7 separate regions of the Mus musculus genome follow, and all the other regions are linked to region 7. Evidence: chromatin contacts called from public HiCAR-type, HiChIP or PLAC-seq and promoter capture Hi-C data. All regions are on one chromosome and are shown on one strand. Each heading gives the region's core, a stretch centred on a gene start, on an enhancer-like site or on the middle of the called end of the contact. The rest is flanking DNA. Distances are from core to core; before and after follow the strand shown.

The links. Promoter capture Hi-C pulls out the DNA fragments that hold promoters and counts their contacts. HiCAR-type assays count read pairs that join an accessible place to other places. HiChIP or PLAC-seq counts read pairs in DNA pulled down with a chosen protein or histone mark.
Region 1: a promoter capture Hi-C map of erythroid cells shows a contact between it and region 7, with 2.7 times the contacts expected there. The contact joins the promoter of Pik3cb here to the promoter of Pccb in region 7. A contact is called at or near these places in 1 of 39 promoter capture datasets (erythroid cells) and 1 of 115 datasets of contacts at active chromatin or transcription factors (pancreatic cancer cells).
Region 2: a contact with region 7 is called in an H3K27ac HiChIP or PLAC-seq map of embryonic stem cells, with 7 times the contacts expected there. The contact joins the promoter of Amotl2 here to the promoter of Pccb in region 7. A contact is called at or near these places in 2 of 39 promoter capture datasets (both in embryonic stem cells), 4 of 115 datasets of contacts at active chromatin or transcription factors (astrocytes, embryonic stem cells and extraembryonic endoderm stem cells) and 1 of 9 other capture datasets (embryonic stem cells).
Region 3: a contact with region 7 is called in a promoter capture Hi-C map of stem cell-derived epiblast-like cells, with 4 times the contacts expected there. The contact joins the promoter of Ryk here to the promoter of Pccb in region 7. A contact is called at or near these places in 4 of 39 promoter capture datasets (the 3T3-L1 cell line, liver and stem cell-derived epiblast-like cells) and 1 of 115 datasets of contacts at active chromatin or transcription factors (embryonic stem cells).
Region 4: a contact with region 7 is called in a promoter capture Hi-C map of second pharyngeal arch cranial neural crest, with 6 times the contacts expected there. The contact joins the enhancer-like site here to the promoter of Pccb in region 7. A contact is called at or near these places in 4 of 39 promoter capture datasets (the 3T3-L1 cell line, embryonic stem cells, pre-B cells and 1 more) and 1 of 115 datasets of contacts at active chromatin or transcription factors (embryonic stem cells).
Region 5: a HiCAR-type map of astrocytes shows a contact between it and region 7, with 4 times the contacts expected there. The contact joins the promoter of Dzip1l here to the promoter of Pccb in region 7. A contact is called at or near these places in 2 of 39 promoter capture datasets (embryonic stem cells and hippocampal neurons) and 3 of 115 datasets of contacts at active chromatin or transcription factors (astrocytes, embryonic stem cells and pancreatic cancer cells).
Region 6: a contact with region 7 is called in a promoter capture Hi-C map of erythroid cells, with 6 times the contacts expected there. The contact joins the promoter of Dbr1 here to the promoter of Pccb in region 7. A contact is called at or near these places in 5 of 39 promoter capture datasets (embryonic stem cells, erythroid cells, hippocampal neurons and 2 more) and 1 of 9 other capture datasets (pancreatic islet).

What each region holds. Positions count from the first base shown.
Region 1 is chr9:99,138,632-99,142,185 of GRCm38.p6, reverse strand. It overlaps Pik3cb (phosphatidylinositol-4,5-bisphosphate 3-kinase catalytic subunit beta), which reads left to right and starts at 1,975. Exons shown (of 24, transcript NM_029094.3): 1 at 1,975-2,195. It also overlaps the pseudogene Gm2773.
Region 2 is chr9:102,716,457-102,720,092 of GRCm38.p6, reverse strand. Amotl2 (angiomotin-like 2) reads right to left here and starts at 2,289. Exons shown (of 10, transcript NM_019764.2): 1 at 2,191-2,289; 2 at 1-12.
Region 3 is chr9:102,833,385-102,836,977 of GRCm38.p6, reverse strand. Ryk (receptor-like tyrosine kinase) reads right to left here and starts at 2,058. Exons shown (of 15, transcript NM_013649.3): 1 at 1,739-2,058. The coding sequence starts at 1,922.
Region 4 is chr9:102,543,545-102,547,305 of GRCm38.p6, reverse strand. Ky (kyphoscoliosis peptidase) reads right to left here. Exons shown (of 11, transcript NM_024291.3): 11 at 1,067-3,761. Among named protein-coding and RNA genes, the nearest start is that of Gm29387, 14 kb to the left of the region's middle. Within about 2 kb of position 2,380, at least 90 of the 459 cell types and tissues checked have an H3K27ac peak or open chromatin away from gene starts, as enhancers often do. A contact at or near this core is called in second pharyngeal arch cranial neural crest, where this site is marked.
Region 5 is chr9:99,628,241-99,631,532 of GRCm38.p6, reverse strand. Dzip1l (DAZ interacting protein 1-like) reads right to left here and starts at 2,002. Exons shown (of 16, transcript NM_028258.4): 1 at 1,864-2,002.
Region 6 is chr9:99,574,095-99,577,528 of GRCm38.p6, reverse strand. Dbr1 (debranching RNA lariats 1) reads right to left here and starts at 1,730. Exons shown (of 8, transcript NM_031403.3): 1 at 1,404-1,730; 2 at 829-953. The coding sequence starts at 1,600.
Region 7 is chr9:101,033,421-101,036,856 of GRCm38.p6, reverse strand. It overlaps Pccb (propionyl Coenzyme A carboxylase, beta polypeptide), which reads left to right and starts at 1,973. Exons shown (of 15, transcript NM_025835.3): 1 at 1,973-2,188. The coding sequence starts at 2,000.

The sequences.
Region 1 (3,554 bases), core at 726-3,225, 1.9 Mb after region 7:
CAACACAAGATTTTATTGTAGCAAAACTTTTGAAAACCAGAAAACCTAATTATCTACTCAAATTATTACCCTCTAGCCAAACAAGCCACTATTCTGTTTGCACCCTTTCAAGCTATTGTGTATCATTTCAAGCTCAAAGCTTTTAAAACATGCAGGACTACAAATCAAAGCATGAATGTGTGATTAAGTCATTCATATACATCCAAAGTGCACTCATTCTTTATAAGGTCCCGATGACAAGTGGGTGAGGATCTTAGCGACAAAACAACGCGAAGAGGAATACATCACAGAACTCTTATCACACACAGACGATTCGAAACTCACTGGTGTACAGTCTAATCTCCCAGAGTAGCTTTTCCAAGTACTGCATAGCAATACTATCAGCAAAGAACAGTGTAAAGATTAGGCCTCGATCCACTCTTTGTCATAGTACATTCCTATTCTAGCATTTCCATCCCCGATATTCACAGAAACTTCACAGGTATTTGGCAAGCTTCTTGTTTTACTCTCTGTCTCTGTGTCTCTGTCTGTCTCTGTGTCTGCCTCTCTCTCTCTCTCTCTCTCTCTCTCTGTCTCTGTCTCTCTCTCTCTCTCCAGGTTTCTCTGTGTACTCCTAGCTTTCCTGGAACTTGCTCTGTAGACCAAGCTGGCCTCAACTCACAGATCTGCCAGCCTGGCTTGTGTCACCAACCCTTTCTGCTTGGTCAGAAAGCCATTGCTAGTCTAGTGCAAGATACTTTTGCTTCTGTGGTGGACATGAGACTGACCTTGTGGTGGAGGGGAAGGAAGAAGCTTGGTACAAGGGTCGAGGATCAACGTGTGAAGGTCCTTTACTGACATTTCTGGCTGTGAGCTCGCTAAATATTAAGGGGAATTCTATTCATTAGACATCTGAAAAGACCTGGGCTTCACAGTTGGGTTAAGCATTTAATGTCCCACTGGCAATGGGCTGAAGCCTCAAAAGCTCCACATAAAATTACTTGTAGAAACCCCAAACTTGTACAAGCATGGTGAAATAGGTTAACCTCTGTTTTTTGTTTTTGTTTTTGTTTTTTTTTTGAGACAGGGTCCCTGCTATGCAGCTTTGCCTAGTCTGCAACTCAGGAAGTAACCTAGCTGGCCTGGCAATGCACCTGCCTTCTGGTCCTGAATGCAGAGCTTTATAGGCATTAGCCACCACGCTTGATTTTTTTTTTTTTTTAAATCACTTAGTTACATCCGCAGAATCAAACTATTGTTTTGACACCTTGTCTCATTTTCCTTCTACTTGTAGATTCTATCCTAGACTACTTAAGTATTTGCTTGAATTGTTAGAGTGGCGTTAGGTTACAGTAGGTTTACTATATGTAAACAAAAAGACTACAAGTATCCCACGCAGGACCTCTTAGGCTATGTGAGTGCCCTACCGCTGAGCTCTATCCGCCGCGCCCAAGGTTTGGCTGACAGTAAGTGAAATTCAAGCGTCTCACTAAAGAGCCATGAAATTTCCCGACAGCAGGGAGACAGAGGCGAGAAAAAAAAAAAAAAGCGCTGGGCGAAGTGTAAGGTTTGGCAGCCAAACGTCAGCTGCGGTGGTGCAGAGACGAACACAGAAGTGTTTCAAAGGCTGGACTCTTTACATCTAAATGATCGTTCACATCGCAGGGAATGGAAGGCCAGCTGGGCCGTGGGAACAAAGGGGAGTCTGCGGAGAAGCGGAACCGGGAGGTGCAGGTTTTCCCGAAGGCGGCGAGCTGGGGGCTGCAGACACCGCAGTGCTCTGCGAGCCAACCCCAGCGCGCCGGCAGCGCAGTAGGAACGCGGCACCGACAGCCGCACAGGGCGAGGCTGGTGCTGCCTCCCCTCGAGGGGCGGGGCTTGCGCGGTGAGTGGGCGGGGCTGCCTGGAGGCGGGCGTCGGGGGATTGGCCCTAGAGGGTGGGCGGGGCCGGGCAGCGGGGAGGAGAGCCCGGGAGGCTCGCGCGCGCGCTCGCGCAGGCGCGGGCACGGCGGTGGCGCGCGCGTGCTCCGTCGGGCGGTGCAGCGGCTGCGACGGAGCCGGCCATGGTCGTGGGCGGTGGGCGGGTGTCGCGCTGAGCCCCGAAGGCAGCAAGAGACTGGGAGCGGGGCATGCGGGTGTCGGAGCCAGGCGGGCACGGCTGCGGGAGCTGCTGACGGCGCTGCGGGATCGGGAGCCGGTGGCGGCGCGCGGGGCAGGTGAGCGCGGGAGGCGGCGCGGGCTGCGGCGCTGGCGGCTCGGGCGGGCGCTTCCTGCCGGGCTCGGCCGCGGGAGCGCGGGCTCCGAGGTACGCGGCGCCCAGGCCTCGGGCGGCGGACACCGAGCAGCGGAGGGCGCCCGGTGGGCGACCACAGAGAGAGCGGGCGCGGCACGGCCCAGCCGGTGTCGGTGCGGACGCCCGGCGGCTGCGGACCCTCAGGTGTTTCGGCGCAGCGTTCACCGCACGATTCCGGGCTCTCCGGTTTCAGACCGGTCAGAGTCCCGGTGCTGCGGCTAACCCGTCCCGCGCGGCCTTGGCTGAAATACCCCGAGGAGACGTGAAGCGGGAACTGTGAATACTCACCTCCCGGGATTGCGGGAGGCCGTGCTAACCTCGCTGTAAGTGCTCGGTGGACGGGAGCTTTTGGGAGTCGCTCACTGCAGCATCCTTGCTGGCTCTGGCTTGTTCCTTCCTAGAGGTTGGTATTGGGGGCAAATTTATTTCCGAACCGCTCTAGTGTTGCAATAAGCTCAACTCGAGTTGCTTAACGAAGGAGCCTGTTATCTTACAGCGGCCAGAGTAGGATTCTGTAGTCTCTTCCTAGAATTCTGTAGTTTCTCTCTTGGAAAGGCTGACTTGGAAACCTGTCTTGGGTACGGAGTGAATTAGTGCTAAGAATCCTATCAGAATCAGAGTTTACACAACGTGGAAGATGGTGGTGGGACATGTTACCTGACTTACTTTGGTATTTAACCCATCTGAAGTGACACTTAAATTGTCACTTGTTACAGAGTATAAACACAGGAAGAGTATGGAAACATACTCCTTTTTTCCTGCATTGCTACATCCGAAGGGAGTGACAAGTGCTTTTGTAAACATCGTTGTGGGCAGTGTTACTTACTGTCTGGTGAAGTCATCATAATTAAATTAGATGAGTATTTATTCTGAAGTGCTGAATGGATGTTTGGGAATACCAGTCGTAATGAAATCTCCAAGGAGTCTGAGTTTCCAGGAGTTCATTATCACTTGCGGGTCTTGGTACTGCTTTGTAAGTTTTTTTGTTTTGTTTTGTTTTATTTTGTTTTGGATCTTTTGAGACAGAACCTTGCGGTGTTATGGATCTTTTGAGACAGAACTTTGCGGTGTTAGTCCTCAGTGGTCTGGAACTCACTCTATAGACTAGGCTGGCTTTGATTCATGCCTCTTTCTCCCTTGTCTTTGGATTACAGAACTCGGCATATCCAGAATAGATGTTAAAAGTTAGGGTGGCATCCACTTGTAGTCCCATTGCTGGGGAGGGGCACACAAGTAGATTCCAGGAGTTTGCTGGTAGACCTGCTAGCTTAGCAGAATCATG
Region 2 (3,636 bases), core at 1,040-3,539, 1.7 Mb before region 7:
GTCTCAGAGCACCTAAGAGACAGAAAGAATAGCAGTCAAAGGAAGCACAAACAAAGGAGGGAGGGGCACTTGCAGGAACACTCTGGATGAAGGAGGAGGCTGGGTGGGTAGGTGGGTGGTTTTACACAGGCCCAGATGCAAGTGCTAATATGGCCATCTATTGATTAAGTTTAGTTACTGAGCTTCTGATCCTTAGTTTGCCATTAATATAAATATATATATGCATATATGTATATACATACATATATATGTACACACACACACACACACACACACACACACACACACAGTGTGTCTCTTGGAGTTGAAATGTAAGAAGCTGAGCGCCTGGTATGCTATAAATCCTTGGCAAATGCTTATCATTGTAACATTTATGGAGATTTAGCTGATCTTACAGATATACAACAGAAAACCAGAAGGCTATCTCATATCACAGTCCCCGGCAGTCAGCCATTACCCCAAACAATCTCATGGGCAAACTGTAGGACAGGCGTCCATCAAATTCAACCACTTAGCAATAGGGTTCCCAGTTTACTGGCAGGCGGTAAAGAAAGAATGTAGCCCAGCAGAAAGAAGCCCTAAGCAAATAATTCCATTGATTCTTTAGAATAAAGACGCGTGAGCCAGACCCTGGGCTCAAAGGCTGCTGATAAAATAAATCTGAGTCTCCCTGTCACAGATGACCTTAGCAGCCACTCTGCAAGGTGAGCAGCACAAGAAGCCCCATGGAAATTGGTGAGGAGGCAGAGGGGAGCTTGCAGTAACTGAGCCAGGGAAACATTTTCCATGACCACCAACCTCTTTTCTTGGCACACACATTTGCTACTTAGAAAAACCCCTCCCTACGTGTATGCTAGAGGCACACAGGGGATGATCCCTCTGCATCTCTGTTGATATTAGTAACAACTACCTATGCCAGTTGATGGGGTAATGAGGCGAGGGGGGAGACAAAGGAAGGGGGTGGTGGCCCCTTTCTGTGCCATACTAATGCTAGCCCCCTGTCCTACCTCAGTTTGGGAATGGTATGTTGGCAGAGCTGGAGAAAGGTAATGAGCCCTGACGATACCCAAGCCAGCAACTAATCCTCCCCCCCCCCCCCAACTGCACCCTGCAATGTGTAAGACTTGAAGAGTCTGCTCACACGCGGCTTTTTCTACGCGGTATTTCCTAAGTTAATCACTGTCTGGGCTGACTCGCGCTAAGGATCCGGGAGCGGCTAGAAGGAATGCTGAGCCTTCCCGGCAGATTCCAGGCGCGCCGACTATGAGCCAGGCTCTCGGAGCACCGAACATTTCCGAGGCCTTTCATCGCACAAACGTCCCAATCGAATCCCCTAGATGCACAATCTTTCTTTCAAATACTTATATAAGAGCACTTACTGAAAATCAACTTCCTTACACGGGCGCTGTACCTGGGCTGCACTGGAGCGCTGCACTCGGAAAACCAGCCACCTTTCTAAGCAAACACGGGTCTCTGGCCTTGGCCTGGGCTCACTCCAGCAAAAGGAACCAACGCTAGTCTCCAAGTCAACCAGGCCAGTCCAGGGTCCCGGCGTTACTCACCTCTACCGAGGCAGACCACTAGCACCGGTGGCTGCCCGAGCGCCCCGGGCGAGCAAAACCCGCAACCGCGAGAGGTCTTTAAGCATCGCGGGTACGCCTCTCTCCCTAACCCTCTTTGTTTTCCAAATACTTCAGCGCTGACGTCACCGGACTGGACAGCAGGCTGCATTCTTTCTAAGTGAGAGCCAGTTCGTGGCTCCGCAGAGGATTTTCCAAGGAAGACAAAGAGGAATTCTTGAGCTAGCTGAGGGTAAAAGCCACCTGTATCCCCAATCCAGACAAAGCAGCCACGGTAACCTCATAATTCAGCGAGATATGCCTACCGCAGCTTTTCACTTGCCCCGCACGCGAGACGCACACTCCCAAACACTGATCCTCTGTCCTTCCTCCAGCCCCAGTGGGTCGGAGAATGGTGTCCTCACCCCCACAAAAGCGCGAGCAGTCTAGGCTAGACACCCAGGATCGATCCTCGAAAGGGTTCACAGTCTCCCCTCCCGCTCCCGGGGAGGCTCGTCCACCCCAGCTCCGATCTCCAGAAAGGGTCGGACTGATCGCGGTGTCCCGCTGCTGCTGGGAAGCGTCCCCGCCGGCCTCGCGCACTGCCCGGAGTGCCCGGCACCTTGCTTACCGCTGCGGCCCGCGGCTGCCGGCGCACGCAGACCCGGTTCGGCTTAGGTACAGTCAGCAACGGAGGTGCGCACTAGTCGGTGGCGCCGATGATCTGCTTGCTCGCGCCCCAGTGCGCAGCCTCTAGGTCAGCCCGCGCTGGAGGCGGCTGCTATGCCAGGAATGTGAGAGTTTCAGGTTCCCCCTCGGGATCAAAGCGAACCACAAATAACCTCTCAGCGCGCCGCCCTCCTCCGCTCTCCGCCTCCCTCCGCTCCCCGGGCCAGCCCCCGCCTTCCTCCCGGGAGGCGGCGCTGCGGCTGGCCGCTGGGCTGGCCTCAGCCTTGTCCCCTTGCCACTCTGGGCTCTGGCGGCCGTGCGGCATTCATTCCCTGCCACCCTGCTTTGTGTCCTAGCTGTTGGGAGTGTCTTAACCAACTCGTCCCAAGATCGCCCCACCACTGCCCGCACCGGGTTCTCACCCTCCATTCCTACAGGCACCGAGGGACGACTCCAGGGATCAGCCTCTCACGCCCCTATGGTGGCTGTAAGAAGGGTCTGTGGCGTTTTGGAAATGGCGGGAGGACTGCACAGCAGTTCACATCCGCCCAGCCTTGACAGTGTTGCAGACGAAACGATGTTTCGGCCCGCCGCTGCCCAGCCTCTTTCCTAACTCCTACTATTTCACCCCCCAGCGGCAAACTTTGAATTGCACTTTTATTGTTTACAAACACCTTGGCCAGCTCTTTTAATCCTGCCTCTACAGGAAGTGTGTGAATCTGGGTTGAAAATCTGGTGGATTTAACCCACTACCTAACTAAATGAATCAACCACTCACTGGGCATTCGGTCCAACTCCTCCCTAACTCCGCTCATCTTTAAGCCAAGCACGCGGCGGGTCACCACTTGCTTTTTACTCGGCCATCCGACTCCAGTAACCCTCCGACGGTGCTCTTATCATGTCTGTAATAAATAAGAAACCAAGGTTCAGAGAGTCTAAACAACTTGCCTAGGGTCACACAGAGAGTAGCCAATGAAGCCAGGTCCCTTTTCTTGGTCTTCAAAATCCGGTCTCCGTAACCTGACAAGGCAGAGAGTCTCTGCTTCCACCTACCTGTCCCGAGTTTCAGTGTCTTTTCCACCTCGTCTACACCTAGCCAACCCTCTTTGTCTTCCGCTTCTCTGGCTTTTGGTGTGGAATCGACTCCTTTGTCATTTGGACCCTTCTACTTCCCCAGGAGACTCCTCCAGCTTAGCTGCTCTGACTCCCTCCCCTCCCCGCCCCCCCCACCCTCTTTCTGGTTAGAGCGTGCATTCCTCAGTCCCATCCACCTCGAATCAGGACCAATTTCTGCTGCGGGACTGCCGGGCCCAACCCCCTCCTTCCCTCGGCGTTCTCAATTCCTAAGTTTGCTGGAGGGGACCAAGGACAAGAAACCTTTCAAACTCAATAGTCAGGGATGTGGTTA
Region 3 (3,593 bases), core at 809-3,308, 1.8 Mb before region 7:
TTTTTAACATGCCATAATCAAACTTCTAAATGCACATGCCCTTCAATAACTTAGTCTGCAGCCAGGAAACACTGTCTTGTGTGGGTATATATTATATATGTAATATATGAAATAAACCATGTTACCTTCAGCAAGTTACTGAAAGCCTTACTTTTCTCATCTCCCATAATTGCCCCACTGGGTAACAAGAAACTGAAACAACATGTTTAAGTCCATATCAAGCCCCAGCTAGATGGCTCAGCAGGTAAAAGCACTTGTCGTCCAGTCAGATGACATGAGTTTGAGCCCTGGGACCCCCTATTAATAGTGGAAAGACAGCCCACACCTTCAAGGTGTCCTGTGACCTCCACAGAACACATCGTGGTACACACACACCAAAATAAATAAAAGTAACAGCAAAACTCTAACACGCAACGGTAGGCACATGTACTCGTCTCTGTCTGCTGCCAGATATCTCTGTCTCCCTACTTCCATCCTGGCTAAGGCAGGAGAGGAAATACATGTCAATAAAGTCACAATTACGTAAGTTCTTTTAACAACAACAAAAACAACCCTTACAAAAGCACGCCTAGGAGCCGCACTACAAATCGTTATTTTTTCCCAAGCCTTTCTCCCATGCTCCAGGCGTAACTCAGATGCCATTTCAATTCTGCTAGACTAAATTCAGCTAATTCAACTAGACTATAAGGAAGGTTAAATTAGGATGTTAGGAAAACACAGTTCTTTAGTTAAAGCCGATAAACCTACACATACAACTATGTCTAAACAGTCTGCTAAAAGCAGTTTTCATTCCGAGGCTAAACTCTCTCAACAGACCCTAAGAAACTCTTCTAACAGGCAGAAGGCTCTCTGTGAGCTTGAGGCCAACCTGGTCTACATAGTGGATTCCAAAACAGCCCAGGCTACATAAAGTCCCTGTCTGGAAAGGAAAAACAAAACAAAACAAACAAACAAACAAACAAACAAAAAAACCTCCTCTAATACACACATACGCATACACACGCGCGCGCACACCACACACACACACACACACACTTGGGGGAGGCATACTCGCTCACTAAAAAAGTGACACTTAATGGATATTTAGGGGGAGACCTTTCCAGTTCCAACACTTCACTCTAAAACACCCCGATAAAAAGTGAAGGGACTGCCTTAATGCACAAAAGACGGCAAAAGCTGGGTATCCCTAACTATCAGAGACTTCCTTTTGATGGCTGGCCAGGCCTTCCTTCAAGGGCTGATTTTCAGAATGCACAGAGTTCCAAGCGGAGGGCAGAGTCGGACTCCCCAAACAACGGGCTAAACAGGTAAACGGAACCACCGCCGACGGACCCCAAAGCCAAGTTCTCCTCTCGCTTCAGGGTCTGCAGAGTAGGCAAGTGGCCTGGAACGGCAGCATCAGGTCACACTCAAGGAACCCAAGGCAAACCCCGATGCTTGGGATCCGGTCGGCCCGAAGGTGTGCAGGATGCCACACAACTCAGGGCGCCCGGCTCACCTTGCCCCCCACTCGCTAACCAGAAAGCAAGCGCACGGCGGCGGCGTGGCCTGTGGGCCACCCACAGCAGGCTAAGGAGCGGCCACCCGTGTCCCGAGCGCCGACTCCGAGGCTCCGGAGCTCCGCGGCCTAGAGTGACACGCGCAGGGAGGCTGCAGAGAGGGAGAGAGAGAGAGAGAGCGCGGGCGGCGCAGCGGCAGCACCGCGGGCTCACGAGGCCCCGGGAGCCGCGCCACTCACCAAGCAGCCGGCGCACCTCGTCCTCGCTCAGGTAGAGGCTCACGCTGGGTCCCGCAGGAGCGGCGGCCAGGGCCGGGGACCGCGGGGCGGCGGCGGGCAGCATCGCCAGCAGCAGCAGCAGCAGCGGCGGCGGCGGGGCCCTCAGGCCGCCGCTCCCCGGGACGCCGCCCCGGCCCGCGCGCATGGCCGCCGCCGAGCAGGAGCGTCCGCCGCCCGCCGCGCCGCCGCGCACCCCGGCCCCGAGCGCCTCACAGCCCCGAGCCGGGGGCGGCCGGCCAGCTCATCGCGCCGCCGCTTCAGACCCGCCGCCCGGGAACGGGAGGGGGTGGGGGGGCGAGCTGCGGGCGGAGACGCGCGCGTGCGCGTGCCCGCCGTGCGCGAGGGCGCGCACGCATGTGCCGCCCGACCGAGAGCGCCTGGTTCTGGGGCGCGCGTGCACGGGAGAGCGTCTCAGACCTGAGGTCGGGGTGGGGGCCGCGCGTAGGGGTTGGTATAAATAACATTACGTTGTTTGCCAGGCTGAAACGCGCGAGGAATAAAGGAAATGAGTTAAAGAGACACAAACTAATCAAAAACAATAATGAAGTGCCCTGGCCAGGCGAAGGGCTCTAGGCTAATATAGCCAGTCCCCAGCCCAAGTCGTTGAGGCCTAGAGTCGGTTGGTCTCTTTATTCTTCCCCAGGTGCGCCCTGAGTCTTGGATGCTGTCTCAAAAGAAAAGAATGCTGTTTTATTTAGTGAGAAGGGACGGGTACGTAGAAATCTTCCCTTATCCCACCATCAGAGGTCAGCCTCTAGTTAGCATGTCTGTTCCCTAAAATTCACATGCCACACACTTTCCAGAAAGCAAAAACAAAAACAAAAAAAACTCATAAAACCTTAGTAAACTTTTTATTTTGTATTTTGGTTTACAGTTTGTTTGTTTGTTTGTTTGTTTTGAGACAGGGTCTCACTATGTAGCCCTGGCCCGCATGGAACTTGCTATGTAGACCAAGCTGGCCTTGAACTCACAGAGATCTGCCTGCCTCTGCTTCCCAAGTGCCAGGATTAAAGGCCTGTGCCACCCATGCCCAGCAAGCTTATTTTTACATGTGACGAACTTTTATTATCCTAGTTCTCCTTTACTGTAAATCAACCTGTATCTGGGCTTTTAACCTGTGGTCCATGCCAGCCCCCCCCTCCAAAACATGGAATGTATGTGAGTGTGTGCTTATGGCTGTACATGGCTGTCTGTGTGCATGGGTGCTTTCACATACTGGAGAGTGGTTTTTACATTTCATCCCTTGCTCTAGGAAGCCCTTGTCTCCCTAAACCGGTTAAGGATCTCTGATACATCCCAGAGACTCTGATGAAGAATTTGGGGAAGCCCCAGTCAAGCTTACTCCACAAGCCATCACTCAGGCTGGCTCCCAAGCATCCCTTCTCACTTCCTCCAGAACAGGGTCATCCCATCCCTGTGACCCGTTCACTGACCTTATGCCTCCCTCCTTGCCTGTGGAGAGCAGCTGCTTTCTGCCCGGCCTAGCTTCAAGCTCCCAGTTGCCCATCCACACGCAGGCCCTGAGAGATATTACCTGTATCCCCTGCCAGGGCAGGGAGAGAGACCGAAGAGGAGGATAGTTGGATCTTGATATTTTTCCCCCCTCTCTCCTGTAGTGAGAGGGATGGATTCCATTTGGAGACAAGCTGGCCTCAATTTGTCAAGCTTCAGTTCCCCAGCACAGAATACAGTGCCCTGCAGGAAGAGACCAGGAAGTGGGCATGAACTGAACAAAAGCATGCCATCAGTGAATGATGAAAAACACAAGTCACCTGTGGCCACAGCTACCTCGTAGGGAACCAGGGCCCTGCCAGGA
Region 4 (3,761 bases), core at 1,131-3,630, 1.5 Mb before region 7:
CTCTGTCTGGGCTGCTGGTTCCCTGTGGTCTGTCCACCTGCTGAGCCTGTGCATCCCCTCGCCCGCCCGCAGGAAAGTAAAAGGCGTGCGGTGTAGCATGCCCGGGGCTTAGGGAGCAGGCTCTTAACACAGCAGGGCCCTTCAGATGTTGCCTAACTGACAAGCCCAGGCTGGTGCCTGCCATCATCTGTTCACAAAGACACAGCTTCACAGAGCCTCTGGACTGGAAGAAACATCGGAGGTCAGTCTATTCCAGCTCTTGGTTGGGAACTTGCAGCCCGTTCCAATAATTTAAGAGTTTGTCCTTCTACTGCACCTAAGACCTAGAGACAGTTTGTTCCGATTGCTCCATAGTGTGTCATTAGAAACTTCCCTTACCCGTGGATTGCATTCCTCTGTGAACCCCCACCCCAAGGATGAAGTGTAACACATCTCGGGTTTTTGTGTCTGGCAATGAGGGATGCGATAAGCTCAGATTTGGGAACACAAATCTTTTTGCCCTTCACACTACAGCTATGAGAATGGTCTCCATGGTTACAGCAGCTTCTCAGAGGTGTCTAGATTTTCATTTTTTTCTTTTTTCCTCCAGTCCTCTAAATGTCTAATTTACGAGTAATCAGTTTAGGCAACCTGGAAAGTTTCGAGTGTGTGCGTGAATATCAAGAAACGTATAGCATATATTCAGCACCCCAAAAGTAGGTTGACAGGAAAAATTTTGGCACGTTTTTCTTCTCCCACTCTAAAAAGAAATTTGGGCTGACTTTAAAATGTTCAAGTTAAACAAGATTCAATGAAGGAAGCGTGGTCTTCGGATTCTTCAAAGGCACGTGAGCCTCGGAGGGCCGGGGCTGACCTAATTATGTTTTCTTTAATGTGGAATCGCTATTTGCCCAACACCCCATTTGCATCTCCCCATCACGTTCAAATGGCGGGGACATTGATCTTTTCTTTTTTTTAAAAGCATCCTTTGAACATGAAAGTGTTGCCCTCCCCCCTTGGTTGTTTTTTTTTTTTTTTCTCCTTGTAAGAGCAGCGATAAGGATGGATCGATAATTACATTGTTGGATAAAAATGAATATAAATTTTATTGAAAAAGAACCCCAGCAACAATGTGAGGACAGCATCTTTAACAGCCAGTGGCCCACACTACTCAGCACACACGGGGAGAAATAGTCACCTCTGCGGCTTTACTTACTCCAGATGAAAGGAAATGGCAGACCTCAGATAAACGGCCTTTGAAATCCCACAACAGTGAGCTATATGGTCACACCATTAACCTGGTGTTTACTGCCGGCCAACCAGTACTGTTTAAGAGTTACGAGTTAGCGGAGGGAGAACCCAACCGCTTCAGTAAGCACGGCAAAGAAAATGCCGGACCACTGCGGGAACTTTTCTCCTTTTCAAGTCCTTTGAGAATTTCGCCGAGAGTTTATTGGCAACGTGTCCCTCCTGCTTCACAACAGGAAATGGTTCTTTATATCTAGCTCAAATCCTTCATGCTTCAGTTAATCTATTTACGTCTCTTTAATCTCTGTGGGCCGGGAGGAGTCCGTCCTCGTGGGACAATGTAACATATGGAGAACTCAAAATATTCACAATCAGACAGAGAACAGTCCAGCTGAGCTGGTGGCACTTTTGAAGCAAGCTGAAAGAGCTTAATTGCACCCTTTTGCCTCACCACGCCCCATCCTTCTGCACCCTGGCGCCCATCCTGGGGCCTGCCTGGCAAAACGCTGAGTTTGATCAGTTTCAGCCTGTCATTGCCATAGTAATGAGTGTGATCACAGCGACCCCAGACAGGCATTCCTGTGCCCAGGGTTTCTGTCTCAGGAAAAGCTTTCTGGGCAAGATGCTCAATTCTTAATCCCATCCTATCTTCTCACCACGCCAGGCCAGGGAAGTCTCCCCAGGCTCTTCTGACAGTCTGCAAGACAACGCTGACATTGGCATATCAACCACGAGGATAACTATCCACGATGTGGATGCCGTAGACAGCATAACTTGTCCGCAAGGGACGAGAAAGCACCTAGTGATTTTTAACAAACATCATAAAAAGAGCCAGCTTGGGGGTTTGCAGCGGTGGCAACTTCGCACGTGATCCACCAGGGGGCGCTCGTGCCATTTGATCGGCCAATGAGACTCGTGGACCAGCAGACAAAGAGGGGGATTTGAATAAAAAGCCTTCAAAACGCAGCCTCCAAATTTTCAGGCTGAGCAGCATGCGTGTAAAAATTCATGAAGATTGGATTCGGTTTCGTGTATCTTTGCTTCAGTAAAAAGAAACGCAGGCGTTTTTCCGAGTGCACCTACAGTTGCCTTGACAAAGGGACTACCTGGTTATATGAGGAGGGCGGAGCGTGTGGTTGACCCGGGCCGCTGGGAGAGGCTCGGTCTGGGTCTCTGGTGCTGAGGACAGCTCCTGTTTTGTGGGGTAGCATCCTCCACAAGCTCCAGAATAGATTAATTATGCTGTTTTGAAAAAAACATGGGGATCATTTTCTGCAGGGCTAGCAGTGGCTGTCGCGGCTGTGTCTAGCGAGTGGCAGGGACCGCCGAAGCACTTACTATTTCGTTAAAACATAGCACAGTTCTTACTGCTCATAAAATAAAAGGGGTGAGGAAAGGCTGTTTCCAGGCAGTGCAAACTCCACCGTCTTCTTGTAGTGGAGACAACGCCACCTCCCACCCCACCCCACCCCACTTTGGTGCGTTTTCCAGGCGTGAGTGACAAGATGCTGATGGGCTGAGACTGCCAGAGGACCCTGGACATGAGCCAAGGCAGCTCAGCCCCTAGCAGCCATGCTAATCACAAGTGAGGCTACCCAGTCTGGTGGAGGGGGGCTATGTGGTATCAGGTGGGTAGCAGTGGGGACCTGTGGGAAAGGGGCAGAAGGGAATGAAGAGCTGAAGTTCTGGGCTCCTAGGTCTTCAGATAGGTTCCACTTGGCAGACTGCCCACCCAGAGATGCGGGTGCCTATGGCTGAGTCCTTTGTGTTCACCTCTATAGTCCCAGGATCTAGCATGAGGGGTCAGCCACTTATCGAAGGAGTCTGATGGGCTCTTACTGAGGAAAGACTTGACTGTAGAGGCTGTGAGTATCCCAGGCTGGCTCTGGCGGCAGCTGAGCCTGAGGACATTCCTTAGAGAGCAGTGAGGGATTGGGGGGGGGGGTGGTCCTGAGACAGGCACAGTGAGCAGAGTCCTAGAACCCTGAAATTTGGTAGGGACCCTCCTGGAGCACATCTGTGCACTGGGATGCTACTGCAGGAACCTCTTGTCGGGGGGCTCTCCTCAGGCCTTCCCTGTTTGCAGCAGCCTGCTTTTCCCCCCTCAGCTGTTGCCATGGAAACACCAGCCTCAGGTGCTGCTGAGGGCCAGCTAGGCAGCTCAGGCTTTTTAGGACAGGCCGGAGCAAGTAAGAGGCCCTCAACTGTTCCCAATGGAAGGAAGGTTGAACTCAGGGCAGGGGTTGTCATCTCAGAGAAAGACAGGAGGGAAAATGGCTATGATAGGGCTTTCCTCAGAGACAGAGACCAACACTTTCTCTAGGGGGCAGGTGGTGGTCCCCTCAGCTTGGTTTGGCTTGTAAGGAAGGAGCAACATCTTGTTATCAGACACTATCCCTGGTATCTGATAACTGCTGGGGCTAATCTGCTTGCCCAGGGCCCAGGTCATCAGCCAGGCTACCAGTGGGCTATGTAGGCATTTGAGGCTCCTGAGGATGGCTGGTGGGGGGTGGGGTGGGGCAATCTCCAGGCCC
Region 5 (3,292 bases), core at 753-3,252, 1.4 Mb after region 7:
GACCCTTGATAGGACAACCATATTCCAGGGCAGACCCTACACACAGAGTGGTAGGACAGTCGGGCAGTGGTGACGATTGCCTTTAATCCCAGCACTGGAGAGGCAAAGGCAGGTGGATCTCTGTGAGTTCCAGGCCAGCCAGGTCTACATCAAAAAACAAACAAACCAATAAACACAAGTAGTGGGACAAGAAAATTGGACTAGGGGGAGGAGGTCTCAAAGTTGGGGGGAGAGTGAGGGCTGGGGTATAATCACAATACATGTGAGAAATTCTCAAAGAATTCTTTTTAAAAAATTATAAAAGCTTACTATGAATTAGTGTCACAAAAATTTTTTTCCTTTAAAACAAAAATGGAGGTGGGCTTTGACTGGTGGCTCATGGGAATATCTTAGAGAATAAGGCCTAGCAGGACCTATTATCCCCAGGCACAGAAGTGTCAAAAACAAACAAAACCTGCTCCACATCGGAAAGAAAACTAACAGACTGTCCTGGGGTTTCTTGTCTATTAAAGCGCTGTTGCTTCCTAACAGAGCCTCTCCATCTTTATTCTGGACCAGACCCCGTCACTACAATCACCAAGCAAGTGACTGGCCAGTGTTGGGGCAAGTGGTTGGCTAGCCCACAGCTTCCTCTTCTGCAAAGTGAGCACAGGACATTCAGAACTGCCTACCAAGGGCTCCCCTTCTCCTCTGAAGTGTTCTGAGTGGCACAAACAAAAGAAGTTCAGCTCCCAAATGCACAAGATTTCTGTTCTCAATTTAAGGCATGCAGCTAAAACAGTGGTTCTCAACCTGTGGGTCGCGACCCCCGAGGAATCTCAGGTATTTTTCATGTCCGATATTTACATTAACAATTCATAACCGTAACGACATTACAGTTATGAAGCAGAATGAAATAACTTTATGGCTGGGGGAATCACTATAACATGAGGAACTGTATTAAAGGCCTGCAGCATTAGGAAGGTTCTGTACTTTAATGATCTAAAACCATTTCCACAGGAGGGAGCAAGCAGACAGACAGACAACCTTCTCTGAGCAGGGTAGTTTTCCCCTGCCAGACCACACCTTGGGGAAGGAAGTGACCATCTTGCTGAACACTTACAGACAGATGGGAGAGCAGGGTTGGAACATCTCACACTCCCTAGGCCTAATCCTGTTAGAAACCAATTCCTGGAGACATGGCCAGGACAGCACCGGCCCTGGGCCCTTCAGGACCGTTGTGAAGGCAATTCTACCAGGCCCTGTCCTCTGATCCTGCCTGGTACACACTTGCCCTGTGGACTTCTACTCTCATCCACCCCTAAGTCTGTGCTCCCGTTAAACTTCAGCCCGGGACCGGAAGCGGAGGAACCTAGACACGCCAATCTTTATTTAAAAATCATCTCGTTAGTAACCGAACCCCACTTCCCACAGAACTCGGATCTGCAGTCCCTTAGATCGCTTTACTGTTTTCAAAAACTGCATTTCCCAAGACCACACTCCTGAAAACGCCGAGGGTTGGGTGTCAGACATCCCCCATTCCGCGCCTCCGTGTCTCCTGGCATGCGAGCTCTTCCCCCCCGCAGGGTACCTCAGTCCTGCACAATCCGAAGCCGCTGGGATAAAGGGATGGAGGCACAGGGAGCGGGACGTCGTGAAGCACCCTCGACCACGCAGCTCCTTTCCTCGCTTGGCTACCGCAGCCACTAATGTTTAACCTGCGCGCGCAGCGGCCAAGTAGCTCCGCCTGGAACCGCGCTCCCTCCGGCGGCTCCCCGCTGGATTCCAGACATAGTTTTCCTGGGAGGCCTGTGGCAGTCTGGGGGTCACCCGGAACAAGGGCCGGCGACTGGAGGTCTTAGAGGTTCCCACGTCCCGACTCACCCCATCCGCAAGTCCAGACTCACTCCATCTCCTACAGTGCAGCCCGAGGATGCTGCCAGCCGCGCGGACCCTACGCGTCTCTCCCCGCCAGTAGCTCAGGCCTGGGGTCTGCGGTGCTTCCCACCCCAACCCCTACCCCCAGCCCATCCACCCACAGCAGAGGCGGAGCCTCTCCCCAGAGCCCGGGAACAGCTATTTTTAGAGTTGCAAGGGAGGGGGGTTGGGGGGAAGGAGGGAGTGCTGCTTTGAATTCGTTAAGGAAATCCAGCATCCAAGTTCCCAGGCCTTGATGAGCGGCAGGACAGACTCTGTCACCATCCCTTCACTTCACATGGCAGGATGCAGCGACTGTTGGCAAGCCCGCAAAATTAAAGGAATTTGACCTGAGCCACATTAGGAGACCCATAGGTGTGCTCCAATTTGATCAGATGGCAATCACCTTTCAGATCCCTTATCCATTAACGTTGCCCAGAAAGCTCCGGCAGGAGTTGGGGGTATTATATTTTCTCTCCTGATTATAGATCCCTGCCCCCTCTCGTTGGGACTCTCATCTCGTGACTTTAAGTTCTGGGAGGGTTTGTTGTATCTTAGGGCCTTTCTCTCAACACAGCTTCAAAATGCCAAGCTCTGCATCTTGGGGACAGCAAGGACAAAAGCCCTAGGAATAAACGTTGCCAAGGGTGGGGAGAAACTCAAATTTCTGTGCGTTATTGATGGGAATTCAAAATGGTACTGCCACTGTGGGAAACAAAATGGTTTGCCATGATTCAGCACTATTTGAAAATATTACAAGGATTAGGAGGTATAGCCTTGTTGGAGAAAGTGTGACACTGGAGGTGGGCTTTGAGGTTTCAAAACGCCCATGTCAGACCCAGTCTTCGCCCACCCTTACGGGTCAGGTGGGTCAGGATGTAACTCTTAACTATTTCTCCAACACCAGGCCTGCCTGCTACCATACTCCCTGCAATTATGATAAATGGACTAAGCCTCTGATACTGTAAGCAAGCCTCCAGTTAAGTACTTTTCTTTTTCATAAGAGTTACCTTGGTCATGGGGTCTCTTCTCAGCAACAGAATAATAAATAAGGCACATGTCTAGATCTATATCCAAAGAAGCTTAAAGCAAGACCCCAAACAAACTCTTGGACACTTGTATTTAATGAGCTGTCAAAATGGCTCAGCAGGTAAAGGGCTTTGTCATCAAGTCGGATATCCTGGATTGGATTCCTGTAACCCACACCGTGGAAGGAAACAACTCCTGAAACTTGTCCTCTGACATCTGTATATACAGATATGTGCGTGCGCGCACACACACACAATGTACAATAAAATAATAACATTATTTACAACAGCCAAAATGTGGAAGTAATCCAAGCGCCCATGGGCAGCTGATTGGCTAAGAACACGTGGCTTACACATACAATGGAATA
Region 6 (3,434 bases), core at 481-2,980, 1.5 Mb after region 7:
AGAGTCTAAGAGGCAGAGCCCTGAACACCAAATATTTGGATCCTACCTGAGCAAGTCATTTGTAGATCCGGTAACTGAGACATGCAGAGAAATGCGTATGGACAAGGCACGAGAGAAGGACTAACTCACTATAGTTAGGTATAAAATGGCACCAGAACTACGTGTGTCTAAAAAAAATCTATCACTCGAAAGTCATGTACTTAGGGGCTGGAGAGATGGCTCAGAGCACTGGATGCTTTTCCACAGGTCCCGAGTTCAATTCCCAGCACCACATGGTGGCTTCTAACCATCTATAATGGGATCTGGTGCTCTGTAGGCACATATGCACTCAGAACACTGTATACACGGTAGATAAATAAATACATCTTGGGGTAGGGGGAGTCATGTACTTAAAAATCCACAAATGAAATAACCCAGTGGTTAGGATTTGCTTTAAGGCATCCCAGCCATCTCCCTCAGGAAAAGTTTAAACAATACTGGATATTTAAATATGGGAGTAGAACAAAGTAATAGGAGTTGAGGTTAACAAGTAAAGAAATTTATTAAACTACTCGGTATTTTTATGTATGTTTAGCATTTTCCATTATAAAGTTTAATGCAATAAGAAAAAAGCAAAGAGACTACAAAAAAAAAAACTTGTCATCATATTAGCTATTATTTAAACCTCTAGAAGAAAATGGATGTATGTTCATGACTGGCCATTTAATAACTATTTTAACTCAATTCTCATGATTATTTAAGTTAATGGCATTCACCACATGTCTTCTAGAAGCTGCCCAGCTGGTACAGATTCTGACAAGACCAAAAAAAGTGCACATAAACACATACCTAAATAATAAATATTCGGCGCTACCCAGCCACCATAGGGTAACTCTTGCAAATGGTTTGAGGCTTCATGGTTTCCTCCAATGAAGATGGTGAGAACCGGGGCCTTTTTCTCTCCAGAGTAATATCTACAACATAACGGTAATAAAGCTGTCAGGAACCAAACTAAACACAAAAAAGCAAGAGGTCAGAAGGAAAAGGCCGAGCTCAAAAACGATCAAACGGTCCCCACTATCTTCCCATCCCTGCCCTTAAGAATAAATTAAATCTTGAGTGTCGAGCACACATTCATTGAGATCAAGAACTTTGTGAAGTGCAAGTCTGGGCTTCTAGAACCCAGACTAGCACACAGCAGGTCACGGGAAAACCAGATCATTAAATCAACTAACCATCGTGTTCTAGCAAATCCAAAGTATCTAAACCTGCTGGTGTCACCCCGGGTCCCTGGGAAGAAGAGCCAGGTGTGTACAGAGAGGAGGAGGCCAGGGCCATTTCCTAAGCTCCGGGTCCAACAGACATCGCGATCTGCGGCAGCAGGACCTGGAACCCCACGCGAGGACCGGCCGCGCGCCCCTCACCTGTAGAAGGTCTGCATGTGACGGTACTTGGGCGGCACGGCCATGCAGCGCAGGTCGGCCTCGTTGCGCACCGCCTGGAAGTCGCCGCAGCACAGAAGGAGATCCACGGGTCCCGAGCCGCGCCGCTCCGCCAGCGCCAGAGTCTCGTAGATCTTGTCCAGCTCGCCGTGGCAGCAGCCGGCCACGGCCACCCTCATCGTGACGTTGGGCCGCGGAACTCAACAGCAACACCCCGGAGCACCTGCAGCCCGGGTCGCACAGCAAAGAACACCAGGCAGCCGGCCCACCCGGCTCCCGCCAACACCAACCGAGCCGCGGCTGAGTTTCGAGTCCTTTATGTAACTTCCGGCTTCCAAGTCTCGCGAGAGAGGGAACGGGAAGGGCCCGGTCAAGCCGGAGGGGGGAAACTTTGAACTTGTTTAATGGAGACCCTGTCTGTCTTCGTGATCCCTTGCGTGCTAGCAATCTAGTGGGTTACATTGTTTAAAACTAGAAAAAGAAATAAAATCTCCAAGAATAGGGATTGAATTTAGTAAAATCAAGGTAAGCAGCCGGGCGTGGTGGCGCACGCCTTTAATCCCAGCACTTGGGAGGCAGAGGCAGGCGGATTTCTGAGTTCGAGGCCTTCCTGGTCTACAAAGTGAGTTCCAGGACAGCCAAGGCTACAGAGAAACTCTGTCTCGAAAAACCAAAAAAAAAAAATCAAGGTAAGCAAGTGAGCAGGAGCGATTGAGCAATTAATTCCCTAGAGCAAATCTCTCCCTGGCAACGATGATTGCCTTAAAAATGAATTAGAAAGTAAAAAGAGGTTTTAATGATGACATTAAAATTTAAATGCAACGTTGAAGCTTACTGATTATTTTAAAACTATACACCAACCCTCCCGGGGGGAATTTCTAAAATTATTTTTGACTAAGGGGAATGGGTATTTTCCTACCAAATTGTTTGCCTAACTGTAACGCAAGATGAATGAAAGGTTAAATATCTCGAAAACTTCTGGAGAGAAAAGGTGGCGACTAATCAAGGAAGAATGAATGGCAAAGAAGAAAGCCAGTAAAGGAAATCTAATCAAGGGCATACAGTTGTAGCGCCACGAAAGTGTTAGCGATCCCCCAAAACCAGGCAGGAGCCCATCTGATGTAACTCATAGCACGGTCTTTATTCTATCCCAGCTCGCTGTGGCTCGCCACCAACACACAGCACAGTTTTTGGTGTACCCCGAATGTCAGTGGGGACAAGACTTTATAGAAAGCTACAAGCAGAGGGTGGGATGTGGTAGTGGTGGTAGTTAAGCATCTAATTCGAGAGCTACCATGGCCTTTAACACAATTGGCTGGTGCTGGGAGTCATATCATAAACTTAATTTCTGCTTCCCTCTGCATTAGTGGTCGTTAGGCAGGGGGTGGCCTCGTAACCTGGGGGTGCAGATATGTTGGGGTAATAACCTGGGGACGCTGGTCTTGTTGAGGGGTAACTTGGAAACTAGTGTTATGTTGGTTAGTTTGTCTGAGTTCAAACTTTGGCCAGGTTCTCTAAAATGGAGTCTGAACTTACAAGATTTGGCCTCTCAACAGAGAAGTATACATTTAAACAACTGAAAAATTTAATCAGTTAAATACAATCTAGGCTGGGGGCGTGGCAGGGGGAGGGAGGGGATGGTGGCTCTGCCTTTAATCCTTGTATTCCAGAAATAAGCAAGCAGATCCCTGGCCAGTGTGGTCAGCATGGTCTATAAAGTGAATTAAGACAGCTGGGGCTAGCCGGGCGTGGTGGTGCTCGCCTTTAATCCCATTACTCGGGAGTTTGAGGCCAGCCTGGTCTACAAAGTGAGTTCCAGGACAGCCAGGGCTACACAGAGAAATCCTGTCTCGAAAAACAAAACAAACAAAAAAATTTGACAGCTGGGACTGATGCATGGAGAAGCCCTGTCCCATAAAACCAAGAAAGAAAAAAGAAAAAGAAAGAAAGACAAAACCATACAGAGAAATGTCTCAGAAAAGACGATCTAATCAAGGTTATACAATTTTATAA
Region 7 (3,436 bases), core at 724-3,223:
ATCTTAAAAAAAAAAAAAAAGCAGGGCCAAGAGCTCTCTCATCTGGTGTCCCGTAGATGTAGGAGTTCCTTGCCCAGTCAGGAGTCTTCAGACCTTGGACAGCTTCTGTCTATGTTGAGGGAAACAGTTCTAAGAAACACAACTTGCGGCAAGTAGGTGGCTCAAAGATGATTATTCAGCCATGTTTAATCCCAGTACTTGAAAGGCTGAGGCAGGTGGATCTCTGAATTTCGGGCCAATCTTGTCTACATCATGAGTTCCAGGCCAGTTTAAGAGAGAGAGAGCCTCAAAACGTAAATGAAATAAATAAATAAAATGACATTAACGTTAAAGTCTCAGGCCAGAATTTGAACTCTGTGGGAGTCCTGCAGAGAGGTGGAGTGAGGTGGATTTAGGAAGGGTTAATAATCAACTCTGGCAGGCTTTTTTTATTTTTTTATTTTTTATTTTTTGGCTAAGAATGAGAAATATGCACCTTGTACTTTGCCTTAAAGACCTGCCACTTCGCTGGGTAAACAGATGAGAAAGCATTCATAGTAGAGTTTTCGAAAGCACTGGAGCAGCACTTCTCAGATGTTAGCATCTGAACTGACTAAAGGGTCCTTGCTAAGAGGTCAGCAGCCTCCCCCCCCCCCCCCCGCCCCCGCCCCCCGCCCCCGCCGCCGCCTTGCATCCCCTCTGATTAGTAGGTCTGAGCCCGAGCAGTCTGCTCCTAGTTTACTTTTCCTATTTCCTCCCAGCTAATGCCAAAGCCGCTGTGTTGACAAGATTCTCTTCTTGACCAAACTTCGGTCAGGCTCTACTGAGCATCTCTTGAATAGAACTGACCTTGGCTCCCAGGTCCTCTCTTCTAGAGGGTAGCTTTGCCAAGAATCCTGCTAAGTCAGTTATGCCAGAATCTTCCACCCTTGATGAGGGATCGCCCTCCATATTTGATAAGGTTCTTCTTCCACTGTCCCCCAAATGATGTCTGAGCACCCTGGCTTGCCTTCAACCAAGCAAACGTTGTTTGTCAGATTGCTCCTTGCCCTGTGTTCCCTATTAATTTTCTATCCATTGAGCTCCCTCCCCGATACATCTTGTCTTTGGTGTATTCGGGGTTGAGGCCAACCTCTCTCCCCTACTGTAAAACCCTATGGAGCCTAGACCTAGCACAATGGTCTCTAAAAGTTTACTTCACCATTCTGTGTCTCGTCACAAACTTAAAAAACATCAAATAATTTGTGTGTATCAGAGTTTGGGCGTGCACATGTGGAAGTCACAGGACAACATGGGGTGTCAATGGTCCCCTTATTTGTGTGAGAATTGGGTCTCATTTGCTTCTGTACATGCTAGGGTGGCTGTTCCGTGAGCTTCCTGGGATTCTTTTATTTCTGTCAGCTATCTCACCTAGGCAACCTCTCTGTACAGACACTCATTACTCTGGCTGAGTACTGAGTTTGGGGACCCCAATTTTGGTCCTCATACTCAGGCTGGCAAAGGCTTTAACTTAGCACTGAGCCAAGTAGCTTCCCAGCTCCTCTCCCCTTTAAGAGACCCTCTCTGGAGCTCAATACGTAGCTCACAAAACATTTCAGTCTTGACGCCATACAAACCTACTTCTGTTCCTGTGTATCCCATCTCTGAAATCTGGATATAAATTATTTCAAGGCTAAGTTTTAAGAGCAAAACCTGGCACAGCATTTGGTAAAAGTTGGTCAGAGCTCATTATCTATTCATTTTTGGGGGGAAGAGGGTCGACGAAGCCTGGAGTTTAGATGGCTAACGCAGAACGAGGAATGAAGTCCTTGTTCTGTGTGGCTACACGGGCACAGAGCTGAGAGGCAGGTATTTCCTAGAACAGGACCGCCTTGAGCCTGAATGCAAGCCTGTGACTGCTACCAGCTTTAGGGCCAGCGACGACGCGCAGGCGCAGACTCGCAATGTCTACGCTCTCTGCGCATGCGTCCTGAGGTGCAGTGTGTGTCACGCTGGCAGTCAAAAAAAAAAAAAAAAAAAAATGGCGGCGGCGATTAGGATTCGGGCGGTGGCGGCTGGAGCGAGGCTCAGCGTTCTGAATTGCGGCCTCGGCATCACGACCCGCGGCCTTTGCAGCCAGCCGGTTTCAGTTAAAGAGCGCATCGACAACAAGCGCCATGCAGCGTTGCTGGGAGGAGGCCAGCGCCGCATCGACGCGCAGCACAAGCGAGTGAGTCACGGGCGCCAGTGCGTCCCGCCCCCTCCGCTCCCGCCCTATCACAGCGCGCCGGGCTCGCGGCGCACGAGCCTCCCAGCCAATAGGCGCTGCGCCTGGGAGGGGCGCGGCGAGAACGTCCACCTGGAGAACCTAGAGCCCCCTCGGGTGTCAGTAGACATCTGCACCACTTAGGGAGGTCCCCAGGCGGTGGTGGTGGGCATTGGTCGTCGGATGGATGGATGGATGTGACCGGTCTCCAGCTGCGCTCCACTTAGCAGCTTTGAACTTTTGGGAAAGGTGGTCTTTAGAAAGCACCGTAAACAGAATAATGTCTTCCAGGTCTTGTTTGAATAAGATTGCCACGTTAATCGGCCACAGGCTCTGAATTTAAAAGACGGGATTGTTCTCCCGCTGCCTGAAAGTGTTTATGACAGTTTTTTTTTTTTTTTTTTTTTTCCCTTCCCTCTTCTCGGGGAAGGAAGCAGTAAAACCCAGGCACGAAGTATTAGAAAAAACTTGGTTATGTTCACATTAACCTGGTGTGTTGTCTCCCTGCGTGCTGGGGATTTGTGACGCCTGTGACCGAGGAAGTCTGGTTGGCCTCTTGAGAGGTTCATGTATCGATCTGCTGCATAGGAAGCAGGTGGACTTTCTATAAACTCTCAGGCTACTCTGCTGAGAGCAGCTGAGGCGGGAATCACATTTGAGCTTCTTCTGGGGAGGTCATTTAGCAGCAGAAAAACAAAAAACAACAGAAGCTGGAAGAGGTGACCCTAGACTTGAAGCCAGACTTGCCCAGTGTGTCCTTGACAACTGAGTGAGTCCAGGCAGAAGAGCTGGATAAGTTAACATGAAGGTTCCCTAAGGGAAGGGCTCCTGTGAAGGGCATGCAAGTCTTACCCAAGTGTGTGAAAATCTGGGTCAAATGTTGATTCAGATGTCCTGAGTTAGGTTTGAAAAAAGAAAAATGCTCAAGGAAAACTATTTATTCCTCTTGACACTTAGGGATGTAAATGTGGTTGTAAGGTTTATGGTGAGCCATAAGCCCTCTCTCCCTTGGGGTCCCTCTGAAGGGCTATTAAGTTCCCTGGGAAAGCCTGTCACTGCTCTGGTAACCTTTCTCTTGGGACACCCTTGCTCAGTTGCCTATTGCACCCCAGGCAAGATCCTGATGCTCTTACATTAAGGCCTTCAGAGCAGGTTTTCTGCTGTCAGAGTTTATTTAGTTGGGAGGCTAATTTGTGTTCCCTTTAAGCAAGT